Linked DNA regions of Zea mays: region 1 is linked to region 2. A link is a contact called in public Hi-C data. All regions are on one chromosome and are shown on one strand. Each heading gives the region's core, a stretch centred on a gene start, on an enhancer-like site or on the middle of the called end of the contact. The rest is flanking DNA. Distances are from core to core; before and after follow the strand shown. Region 1 holds the start of LOC100280090. Region 2 holds the start of LOC103651662.

What was found. Hi-C and Micro-C count contacts between places; a contact is called where the count stands out from the background.
Region 1: a contact with region 2 is called in a Hi-C map of ear, with 3 times the contacts expected there. The contact joins the promoter of LOC100280090 here to the promoter of LOC103651662 in region 2. A contact is called at or near these places in 11 of 25 Hi-C or Micro-C datasets (bundle sheath, ear, endosperm and 4 more) and 1 of 3 datasets of contacts at active chromatin or transcription factors (leaf).

The regions. Positions count from the first base shown.
Region 1 is chr3:235,661,606-235,667,623 of Zm-B73-REFERENCE-NAM-5.0, forward strand. It overlaps LOC100280090, which reads left to right and starts at 2,409. Exons shown (of 17, transcript NM_001361021.1): 1 at 2,409-2,580; 2 at 3,109-3,149; 3 at 3,329-3,389; 4 at 3,493-3,595; 5 at 3,671-3,773; 6 at 3,939-3,992; 7 at 4,104-4,166; 8 at 4,275-4,324; 9 at 4,421-4,496; 10 at 5,027-5,206; 11 at 5,399-5,486; 12 at 5,690-5,775; 13 at 5,864-5,971. The coding sequence starts at 2,433.
Region 2 is chr3:235,519,235-235,525,336 of Zm-B73-REFERENCE-NAM-5.0, forward strand. It overlaps LOC103651662, which reads right to left and starts at 3,506. Exons shown (of 2, transcript XM_008677351.3): 1 at 2,769-3,506; 2 at 693-2,203. The coding sequence starts at 2,859. The coding sequence ends at 1,068. It overlaps LOC103651661, which reads left to right. Exons shown (of 4, transcript XM_008677350.2): 4 at 1-219.

The DNA.
Region 1 (6,018 bases), core at 1,159-3,658, 140 kb after region 2:
GTTGCACCAACATGGGTAAAAAAACTGTCGGGTAACCTAAACCCGATTAGATACATGCTAAACATGTATTAAATAACATAAATCTAATAAATATATGGTGCATTTACACTTATAAATCATCAAATGTGTGTACATAAAATGTGTGTACATGAAAGAAGAAAAATAACAAATAATGTAAAAACATGCAATTTAGTCATATTTTTCACTAATATATATTTATTTGTACTTAATTAAGTAGATTATATATATGGATGAGACGGATCTAAATTACACATGTGTATGCGGGTATGGGTAGTACATAACGTACCCGCACCTGTCTACCTGACAGGTAAAATATTGTGTTTATTAATGAACCAACAAATAAAGAATTTAACCTATGTATGCCTTTATGTCGAGTAAAATCTGTCGGGTATACAAGTTCGGGTATCCATTGCTATCTATACACTGGCGCAAGCACATATAAGTACTCATTTTTTTTTCTTTTCCTTTTATATTTTTACTTTTCTTCTTCTTTATTTTTAGTATCAAACCCAAATTCAGACAATGTTCAAATCCCAAAAACCACAATAAAAACATCATGAAATGCAAATTAAATTTCATATAATTTATTTTATCTATTCAAAAAATACTTCCATGGATGCAAAAATAATAATTCACTCGAATAAATAAATTTAAAAAATCTATTTAACTCCCAAATTAAAGTTAGTTGTGTTACATCAATTCCATATATATATATATTGCATATTACGAGCTCTATGCTTCCAATAACTAGAGAAAGCTCAGGTCGGACGATGCAATCCAGTCGAGCCGGACCAGGTCCGGACGTCTATAAAGTAAGATCCGGAGTGCTAGGTTTCAATTTTTCACGCCTCATCCTGATTCATTAGCGACGACGGCGGTTGCCCGAGAGCGCGCGGGGCGGTGGCACCCCGACCGGTGGCTGCGGTGGACGCAGTTCTCTGACCTCGACGCGCGATGGCGACGGTTTCTCGTTCCGGAGTAGTGGCGGCGGCTCCCCGATCCAGAGGGGCGAGCGATGACGAGGCCCTTGTGCAGGCAAGCGGTGGCGTCCCCGGGGTCTCGAGGCGGCGGCACTTCCAAGTCTGGCGAGCAAGCGGCGCCCCTCGACGTGCAAGTAGCGATGGTGAAGCACGAGGCGCGAGGTGCGCGCAGTGACGATCGCGCGTGACATCCTCTTATCCGGCGCGTTTGGGCGGCCCAAGTGACGACCTATATCTGTGCTTGTGTTGTCGACGACGTACTCCGACGACTACCTCCTCTGATTCGTGTTTTCTTTTCGATTATTGTGTTTTATGCCTACAACATGTATTATTTACGCTAAAAACTGTATGATTTTATACTTAAACACGGAGTTCGTATATCAGTGTAATGCATGCATATTTTTTGCATGCACATTGAAAAGACAATTCCTTGATTTATGTTGTTCGTAATTACCATAAACAAATCAAATCAAATCATTTATGTTCGTAAATGTCAGATTTGTACGTCTGCCATAAAACTATCCCTAATTTCCGCATGTCCGTAATTATCATAAAAAATCAAATTAAATCACTTATGTTGGTAAATGCTAGATTTTTACGTCTGCCATAAAATTGTCCCTAATTTTCATTGGCGTTCTTAGTTTGACCGATTTTAGGTTTTTTATCAAGTATGGTACACGGTGTAAGTATTTATGTGACGTATAAGAATTTATGCTTTGTGTGACTCATGTTATCCAATTTTTTTGCGCGTGTGCACTGGAAAGAAAAATATAATCCAAAATTTGCGTGCACGCAATGAAAACTCCCACGTTTTGCCACATTTTTTGATCTGTATAAAAATAGAAACTGCATGCATGCGACTCCCATATTTTTCGAATATGCCATAAAAATAGGATCGTAATTACAACTCACTATAGCTATAAACCCCCCACGTTGGCTCGGTATTTACGCTTATAATTGAGGGGTTTTATGCTCAAAACTTAAGGTTTTTACGCTCGAACTTGGAGATACATCCACCAGTGAACAACGTGACAGATTTTTTCGTAGTGTACCGCATTGTATAAATATTTACATCGTCTAGCATAATTTATATAAGTATATATAATAAACTGGTCTAAAGTGTGCTCAATCGACAAAATTTATAGGTATTAAATTGCTCTATTTGATACTAAGTACAACAACTCAAATCCTGGCAAAGATGATTAATGCTCATGAATTGTCTTGTATATATGCACGCTGGTACTGCTGAGCTTGCGCAGCCTCATGTGTACCCAACCAGGATAGAGCTAGACTAGAGGAGGCATGCACCTGACTACCAATCACACCCGGCAGAGGCGCAGAGCAGAGCATACCCTTCCCTATATATAGACACACATTGAGATAGAGGGGCCTTCATAGAGATAGAGATAGACAGCTAGCTTCATCAGTAGGATGGGCAGCGACGAGGAAGCGGCGCTGCTGGTGCCGGCGGTGGAGGAGGGTTGCCCCGGGTGCGTGATGGAGCGGCGGAAGGCGAGCAGCAACGGCAGGATCCCCTACAGGGAGCTGTTCTTCGTCGCCGCCACCTCCCTCGCCTCAGGTACGACGCACGTAGACATCTCTACCCAAACAGTATAATGCCATCTGGTCATCGACTGGATTTGGTTTACTTCCCCCTTCTTCTTCTTCACCAATCATGCAATCACACCATGGTATGCAAATTAATTTACATATCCACACAGTTTAATTACACCTAATAAGCTAGCTAGCTAGCTAGCTCGGTCGTTATACGATGGCAATGGCGGCGGGACCTCAAACGCCTAACATGCATGCATACATAGAATGTTGGCAAAAGCACCGCTGCCAAGATCCCAAAAACAGCTAGGACAAATTATTTCCTGAAACAAAGAGGAAGAGGGAATTGTTCCTGAAAGAAATTAGCTAGGCCGGCGCCGGCCCAGCAGCTTGTTTGCATTGCCTACCTTTCAGATGGATCTGCATCCGTGCATGCAAATAATGCATCAACCTACCCCGCACGTGCTTCTTCACTAGCTTTTCACTAGCTTTCTGGTTTGATCTGGATCTGACTTGTTTTTTTCTTTATTCCGTTTGTGCCTTCTTTTCCCAGCTTTACCGATCACGTGCCTCTTCCCCTTCTTGTATTTCATGGTACGCCATTGTCCTCTCTCTCTCTCACTTACTGCACCCAAGCAGTTTGCTCGGCCTGAACTGAACCTCAAGCCATTCAAACTGATGTCGACGGACGCTCGCCATTAACTTAAAAATGGAGCATTGTGCTGTCTAGCTCATGCTCATCGGTGGTGATCCACTCCTAACTTCTGACACAGGTAAGGGACTTCCGCGTCGCTGAAACAGAGGAAGACATCGGATTCTATGCTGGTTTTCTTGGTATATGCTTCTCGCCTCACTGACCACTGGTCTGCAATCTGAACATGGTCAAAACAAGATACAATGTACTGACTGCCGTCTCCCCCCATCCCATGAACTGCAGCTGCGTCGTACATGGTGGGCAGAGGCTTCTCTTCCATCTTCTGGGGCGTCATCGCAGACCGCGTTGGACGGAAGCCTGTCATCACGTTTTCGATACTGTCCGTGTACGTACGTATCGTCAGATCATCTATCTATCAGAAATTAATCTGGATTTCTATTACCGATGCATTATATTGCAGGGTCGTATTCAGCGCGCTGTTTGGTCTGAGCACGACGTACTGGATGGCGATCGCCACGAGGCTCGTGCTGGGCGCTCTCAACGGCCTGCTCGCCCCGATAAAGGTCAGGGTCCGGTGTTTCAGCAAGAACTCATCTCGTCTGCTACATTAACTCGTGTGTTTATTTGGAAAAAGAAGAAGTTTGCATGCATGCTGAATCTGATCGAATTCAGTTGCGTCTGTATGTATGTATGTATGTATGTATGTATATGTCTACGAACAATTTCAGGCGTACTGCGTTGAAGTTTGCCAGACCCAGCACCAGGCGCTTGGACTCTCGCTTGTAATAATCTCATCAACGACCGAGCTCTTCATCGTTTAATAAACAACTCTTCCGTTTTTTTTTCAAGATCAGTCTAACTGCTGAGTGCATGTGCTTCGGCCGCGTACGTAGGTGAACACGGCATGGGCTCTGGGTCTCATTGTTGGTCCAGCTCTTGGAGGCTACCTTTCGCAGGTACCAACCAGCGGCTGTTCAAAAGAGAAAGAAATGGAATTTTTGAAGGAAAAAAGAAAGAAAGAAAGTCTTGTTTTCTTACTGCAGTCTCCTTTTTTTCCCCCGCAGCCAGCTGAGAAATATCCTCACGTGTTTTCCAAAGACTCTGTATTTGGCAGGTACCAACCTTTGTTGACCATTTCAGTACTACAAATTGCTAGGAATTAGTGAAGCGCATTTTTTTTTTTGACAAGAACTAGTGATGCACAATGCAGATTTCCATACCTTTTGCCCTGTCTAAGTGTATCAGCGTTTGCTACACTTGTCCTGATAAGCTGTGAGTGGCTTCCGGTATGTATCAACACTCTTTAGCCTACACAAAAGCCATGATGGTTTAAATTTTATTCCTTTGGAAATCACTAACACTGCTACTCGTCTGAATATATTACAGGACATTGTCATTTTCGTAGAAAAATATGCTTGCCATGTATTTCTACTGTACACTGGCAAAACAATAAATAGTACTATCATTCAAGGCACCCTTTTTTTTTAGATAATGGAACAGAAATAAGGTCCCAGCCTCTACACCATCCAAGACAGCGTACACAGCGTATCGATACATCCAACAAGCGCTTAGGCTCACAAACAGACTCAAAAAACCAAGTTTACCCAAGACAGCTAGACGACTAGGCCGCAATTCTATTTGAGAACTTCCACCCAAACTTAGCGAACACCTCCATAACGACCGACTCCAATAAGCGGCATGCCCTGTTCAGATCGGTCCTCGCGTCCTCGTCTCTAAGCAGCAGCGACCAAGAACGATTCAAGGCACCCTTTTAAGCTAAATATTCTTACAAAATATCACTTTGACTGTATCACAGGAGACTATACACAAGCATAAGGTTCCCGAAATGGACACCAAAGCATTCAAAGCCCTGTCGTCAAAAGAGGGCTATTGCGATCCACCTCGCAAGAAGAAGAGCTTGCTCCAGAACAGGCCTTGGATATCAACCCTGCTACCTTACTGCTTTTTCAGTCTTCATGACACAGCATATAGTGAGGTACAAAAAGAAAAAAAACGTAGTTTTCTCAGAATCCCTGTCTTGTTTAGCAAACTGATGCTCAGTGGGGTGTTTTTAGTTTCGAATGATGCTCAGTAAGCCTGTATTCCTCATGAGTTCAAACATCTTGTTTTTTGTCTGTCTAGTACTGCTTTAATTAACTACCTAATTTCATCTTGCTCTCAACACCAGATACTTTCCTTATGGGCTGTGAGCGACCGGAAGTATGGCGGCCTTAGCTTCTCGACTGAAGATACTGGTCAGGTTCTTGCTATGGCAGGTACGTACAACGTACTCCATCCCTCTGCCCTTGGATCCATTGGTGAATTTTTTTCCATGGATCTCTTTTCGAAACATTTTTTTTCATGAATCTCGAAGGTGGATTTTTGCAGTATTTATGTATGTATAGACACTGATATGGATTTCTCCTTCCATTCTCTTTATAACTGGGTTTTTAATTTCCTCCCTCCATTTCATTTTCAGGCGCTAGTCTTCTAGTGTACCAGCTTGTCATTTATCGCTGGGTCCATAGGATTCTTGGGACAGTCAACTCAGCACGTATTGCATCTGTAAGTTGTCACCTACCGTGTCTTTAGAAAGCAAACATTACAAATTATATTAATGATCATAGCTTAAACTTCAAATTTGGTGTTGCAGGCTGTGTCCATACTTGTTCTTGCAACTTATCCCTTTATGACATACCTGTCGGGAGTGAAACTTTCCTTGGCTCTTTGTTCTGCAGCCATGATGAGAAGTGCTCTTGCGGTACGTTTTTTTTTCTTCCTTTCTTTGTTTCCTTAGAGTTCCAAGTT
Region 2 (6,102 bases), core at 2,256-4,755:
GAATTCAGTCATCTGTTGGGGTACAAATATGAACTGTAGTTTTCCCCCAATTTTTCTCTCTTTATTTTTTCAGTGCATTAACATTGATAGTATTGGTTTTTTTTCCTAGGAAATTATGTCTAAATACAAGCTCATAACTAATTCTGTAACTTTGATATTAAGATGGGTGTTCGCCTGATGATTTTTAAATGGAAAAGGAGAATACGATGAGTTTTAAAATCTTTGGACTTCATTTTCAGTACACAACTTCTGTCATCTATAAATACATGCATAGGGTTGTATCCCATTTTTTAGATAATCAGATTTGCCAACATGTGTCAAACTTGATCAGAAGAATCTACATGCTCGCATTCATAAATGATACATAAGGTCCAGCAGTTTTGAAATAAACACCACTTAGGTTTATCCATGTAAAACATCCTCTAATATGCTTTTCTAAGGGCTTCTTTATGCTTTTTCAGTCTACATTTTTCTTATTTTCCTACAATATATAAGTGTACCTAGATAATGCATCGGGGAAGCACTAGACTTGCAGTGAAATAGTAATGTACTAATGTGCAGTGTTAGATTTCGTTTTGGGCATCTCTAAACATGAATATATCGCCTTTATGGAAGTTGCTATTTAGACTTGAGATTTGTTCAAAAGTACACAACATCAGTTCCAATTTTTGTGCCTTTTTTCAAGATCACGATCCAAAAAAAGAATTGCATCATATTAAAGGATAGATAAACCACTAATAATAACATGTGGCACTACTCCAGTGATACGATCCTTCTTATTAGAAGGGCCAACATATAAGTTACTCCTTCCGTTTCGTTTTAGTTGTCGCTGGATAGTGTAAAATTGAACTATCCAGCGACAACTAAAAAGAAACGGAGGGAGTACCTTTCTTACAATATATTTTAGACTGCTACGGCGCACGATAGGGCGCTATTTTTTCTAGTAGTTAGTACAAAAGAGAACCCTAATAGAGACTCTACAGACTACAATCACTAGTTCTAGTTAATTATACTAGAGAGCGAAGCAAAAGAGCAACCCTGGCTGGCTGCACAGACGACGGGCGAGATCAAGCGGCAGGGTCATCTTGGGGATCCCTCTTGTGCTGCACCGGACGCCACTCCATCTCCCTGGTCCTTCTTCCTCTCTGGCCCTGCTGCCAGCCGCTGCCACCACCACCATTCCACTTACTGCCACTGCGGCCGCAGCCACGGCCACCGCCATTCTGCTTCCTCCCAGCCCCAGGAGACATGCGGCCCGGATCCACCTCCTGTTGGTACCTATTGTTGGATGATCCACCTCCATAGAAGTTATTGTTTCTGTTGCCACTACCGCCATTCAGCTTCCTTCTAGTCCCAGATGAGTTGCGGCCCGGATCCACCTCCTGTTGGTACCGAGTGTTGGATGATCTACCTCCATAGAGGTTATTGTTCCTGTTGCCAACGCCACCGTTCGAGTTCCTGCAACTACTGCCGCGGCCGCCGCCATTCAAATTCCTTCTAGTCCCAAATGGCATGTGGCTCGGATCCACTTCCTGCTGGTACCAATTGTTGGATGATCTATCGCCATAGGAGTTATCGTTCCAGTTGCTTGGTGTGCATTGCGGCTGATCCAGAGGAGAGTTCCATCCAGAGTTGCGGCCCTCCCAAGCAGTATCAGGTGTCAGGCTGGCCGATTCTCCCCATCCAATGGCTGCCACATTGGCAACCGGTTCTCCCCAACCTACGGGTGCCAGATTGGCATCCTCTTCTCCCCAACCTGTGGGTGTCGGAATGGCATCCTCTTCTCCCCAACCTGTGGGTGTCGGAATGGCACCCAGTTCTCCGTGACCCATGGGTACCAGATCAGCAACCGGCTCTTCACAACCCAAGTTGGCTACCAATTGTTGCTCAAGTACCTTATCCACGTCAGGTACCTTATCCAGGTCAGCTACCAACTCTGGGTCGACTTCGCATAGGTGGTCGATCTCGTCGATGTACATATCAGGGTCTAGCAAAGGATCCTCGAAAGGTTCCCCATGATACTTTGCCCTGAACCTCTCCTTTGCAGCCTCAAAATTTTCCAAAGCTCCTGAATCGTCCCAGTCCATGACGTTTTTGTATAATTCAATAAATTGCTTCTTTTCGCAGAACTTCTTCCAAGGGATGCCGTAAGCGTTGCGGCAGAATTTTCTTTCCCATAATGGGACTGGGTAGTAATTGTCTCCTGCACATATGGGGAAAAAATGGGTATCATAATTCATGGTACCAGCACAACAATGCAGAAAGACAAGAGATTTCCATGATGCAATGCATTCAGCGATCTGGAAGAACATAAATAGAATTATCTTATAGTTAGATTGATTAGTATTGTAAAATTTAAAAATAGATCCTAGAGATAAAAAAAATTTGTTGCAATCATCCATGATCCTACAAAATAGATGTTTTGAATCCCCACTTGTACTGGCACAACACTGCTATCCCACAATTGCAGTGTCCTCCCAATTCGTACCCCCCCACAAAAAAAAAATGTCTATACCCAATAGATGTGGTAATCATGCAAAGATCATATCATGACGTAGTGGAAAGAACAGTCCATGTACATGAGGAAGCCTACAGCAACAGGGCAAATTCAACTTTGATCCTAAGCTTGATTGAATCAGTATCCAAACCATATGATAAACAAAGAACAAGGACCAGATCTAGACATGGAGCAAGTTCAAATCCGATCGCAACCAAAATACCACGAATTGGTAGCATCGCAATGGAGTAAGAGGGGAGCTCGTCCGTACTGCTATCAGGCCGAGGCAGAGGAGGCCGCCGGTCGCTGCCGGAGCGATCACAATGTGCATTCACGTCCCACGGTCGATTCCAATCCGCCATTGCGAGCGAGGACCAAGAGGGGAAGCACCGCGCCCCGACTCCACGGACGGGACGGTTCGCCGGACGGCACTAGACGGAGACACACACCAATGGCAGAGCAGCGGAGCAGGCGGAATCAACACCAGGCAGAAACAAGCACGCGACGCGAAATTGGGGGGCTCCGTGGCTGCCAATGGAGAATCATGGAGGGCAAGAGGGGGAGTATATAAAGCCCCCGCCAATGCTTATCCTGGAGAGTCGGAAACCGAACCCGGAGCGGCAATGGGAGTCGGACTCGGAAGGTAGTTCGGGATGGCCCGGAAGACGCGGGAACGGACATGGCCGATGCCGCCAAGAACGGCCGGCGGCAGAGGAGGCCTCCGCCGCTGCGTGGTTGAGCCGCATTTGGGGCTGCGCCGTGTCGCCCGCCTCCTCCACCATCCCTGATCGGGCGGGTCGCCCGGACGCGAGTGAGAGAAGCCTAGCGCGGAGCGTGGGAGAAGACGAACGAGACAGGATGAAATGCTGCTGTCAAAACGTTCAGGTGGCTCCGCCGCGGTACCTACGCGCGAGTGAGAGAGACAGGATGAAGTGCTTTATGTTTTATGGTTTTGTCTGGGGATGTCAAGCTTTTAACTGTCTTGGATACAGTCAGAAGGGGAATAAGAGCTGGTGCAGACTATGAATCAAAACTAGTAGCTAGCGTCCAGGATGCGCGCGAGGTTAATTTGTTTCTTTGAAGGCATTTGGTAGTGAGAAAGGTGGGTTTTCAGTTTACAAATGATTATCACAAACAATCACAGGAAATTGTGATCTAAAAACAAAATAACAATCTTCCAACTATATTACTTGGATTGTGAAAACGAGCAGGAACATATGTGATCCTATAACTCCTAAGTTTATAGAGTTAACAAAGTACCAAGACAAATGTCATTCAAAATTATTGTTTTGCCAAATACCTTAAGACGTAACCCATCATTATTATAGCAAGAATTAATAATAAAAAATAATAGAAGTAATTGTTAAATTAAATTGATAGAGATGTAACTATCAATTATGTTACGACGGGGAAAACATTTTTGCGATGCATATCTTCGAGATGTACACCCAAAGTGAATAACATCATTGCATAAGACATATTTATTACAGAAAAAGGTAGTTAATTAGAGTGATAAATCAATTGGTAAGGTAGACTTAGGTGCCATGGCATTTCAGGTTATGATGGAAAACAACATCTGAATTTATAAAACATAAATTTTGTTGGTTATTAAACAATTAGTGTGCAGATAGTTAATTGTAAAGATAGAATGGAACATAAAATTTCCTTGACTATTAAAGTTAATTCCATAAACTTTCTGTAATACCCAAATATGTAAACCATGAAAATGGTGTTGATCTCAATGTTTGGCGACCATTACTTATCATCACATGTGACTGATCATGTTTAAAAATGAGTAAATCCTTACTAAGACACAAATAAATCATTGCATCATATTGGATTTTTGTTTGTGCATTCGAAAAAATAACATGAATAAAGATAGTACAATGAGTAGACGATTTAGATTAAACCCTAGATTTGAATTTGAGATTTAAATGGAGAAGGAGAAAGAAATACCATAAAATACAAAATAAATTCATAAATGAGTAAATACCACACTAGTAGTTTCAAGGTGAATAATTAATCTAAGTACAAATTTACCTCAAGTTTGAAATTCAAATGGGGATTCGAAATTAAGAAAATTAAGAGAGAAAGGAAAAGAGAAAGTAAAAATATAAAAGGGAAATGAATAAAACCTCTAACCGGGCCTCAGCACCCCATTTTGGCCCATCTCCTCTTTCCTTCTCTTCCGCGACCCACTAGCTTGACTCAGTCGCACGCGCGCCTGGTGACTTGCATGTGGGCCCCACTGCTCAGCTCGCTCGCACTGGTGCGCGGGGTTAATCGCTGGCGACCTAGGCCAACTGGATAGCCCATCCATTAACGGATGCTCGCGCCGTGTTTCACCGCCAAGTGGGGCCGCGTTGGCAGACCCGTCTTCTTCACCGACTCGGTCTTCGCGGCAACAAAATCGTGGGCGCCGAAGCTGGGGGACGCAAATCGCGGGGGATAGCTCGGGTCGTGCAATCACTTTGACCCTCTCCTCCGTGTATAAGTACCGGCGCACCTCTTTGACTTCTCGTCCCTGTTGAACTAGCGTCCATACCCCAAGCCCTCACCACTGACGCAGATAATGGACTAGTGCCGTTACCGCCAGTGGTCTCAACCGTGAGTGACTCTGCAACCCCGAGGAGTGATCGAGGTGGGCCGTGGAGTCTTCACCTTTCGTGCGAGTCGCATCGTCGTGAGGGATCGGTACCGGGTGAGCGGCAATTGCTCGCCGTCGTAGGGCACTGCCGCGAAATCCGCCTATCGCTGTGGACCGGCTTCAACTCTCGGCCAGTGATGGTAAAGACCCTCCCTTGTTGTTCATACTAGCATGCGCTTCGTGTAGCACACTTTAGATTGGGTCAGGGGCGCCAGAATGCCTATTGGGCACTGCTTCGGCAATGTCGCGTCACGATTCGATGGGCGACGCCGCCGGTGGCGGTCGAGGGAGACCGGCTCGTCCTGAGCCGTTGATGGCGTGATCTGAGGTGTAGATTAGAGGGAGTGTACTGGGTTAGGTCAGAGTAGTGTGGAGCGTTCGATTCCGATCGGACAGGTGGGGAATGAATCGGGATTCATTAAATCTGTGCGCTCGATTCTAGATCGAACGGATCGGTGCACGAACGAGATCGACATCGTCGGATTCGGATCGAATGGTGCTTAGCGCGTACCGATTCGATGTATTATAGATCTAATCGAGGACGTAGAATTCCAATCGGACGGCCAGTGTCTGCCCGTACCCCTTCGCGGGTACGTTTTATAAAAGAGACCCTGCCTTTTACATATATCAACCCGCCGTCCACGCCAGAGACTCTCTGAGACTTAGGAATTTTTGCACCGTAGCCCCTGCACTTCTCAGAAATCGAGGCCTGGTCCAGAGGATTAGAATATCAGAGAAATTAATTGAGAAATAGATTTTTAGTACATATTTAATTACAAAAACTTGTGTAATTTGTAGAAAATCCATATGAACCCCAAATTGATCCATTTCAGTTCCTAAATTTTTATAGTATTATTATCTATCAAATAGTACCACTGTTTTGGCATAAAAGACACAGTAAAATTTATCTAGCACTCAATCTTGTATTAAATACATAAAACCTTGGAAAATTCATAAC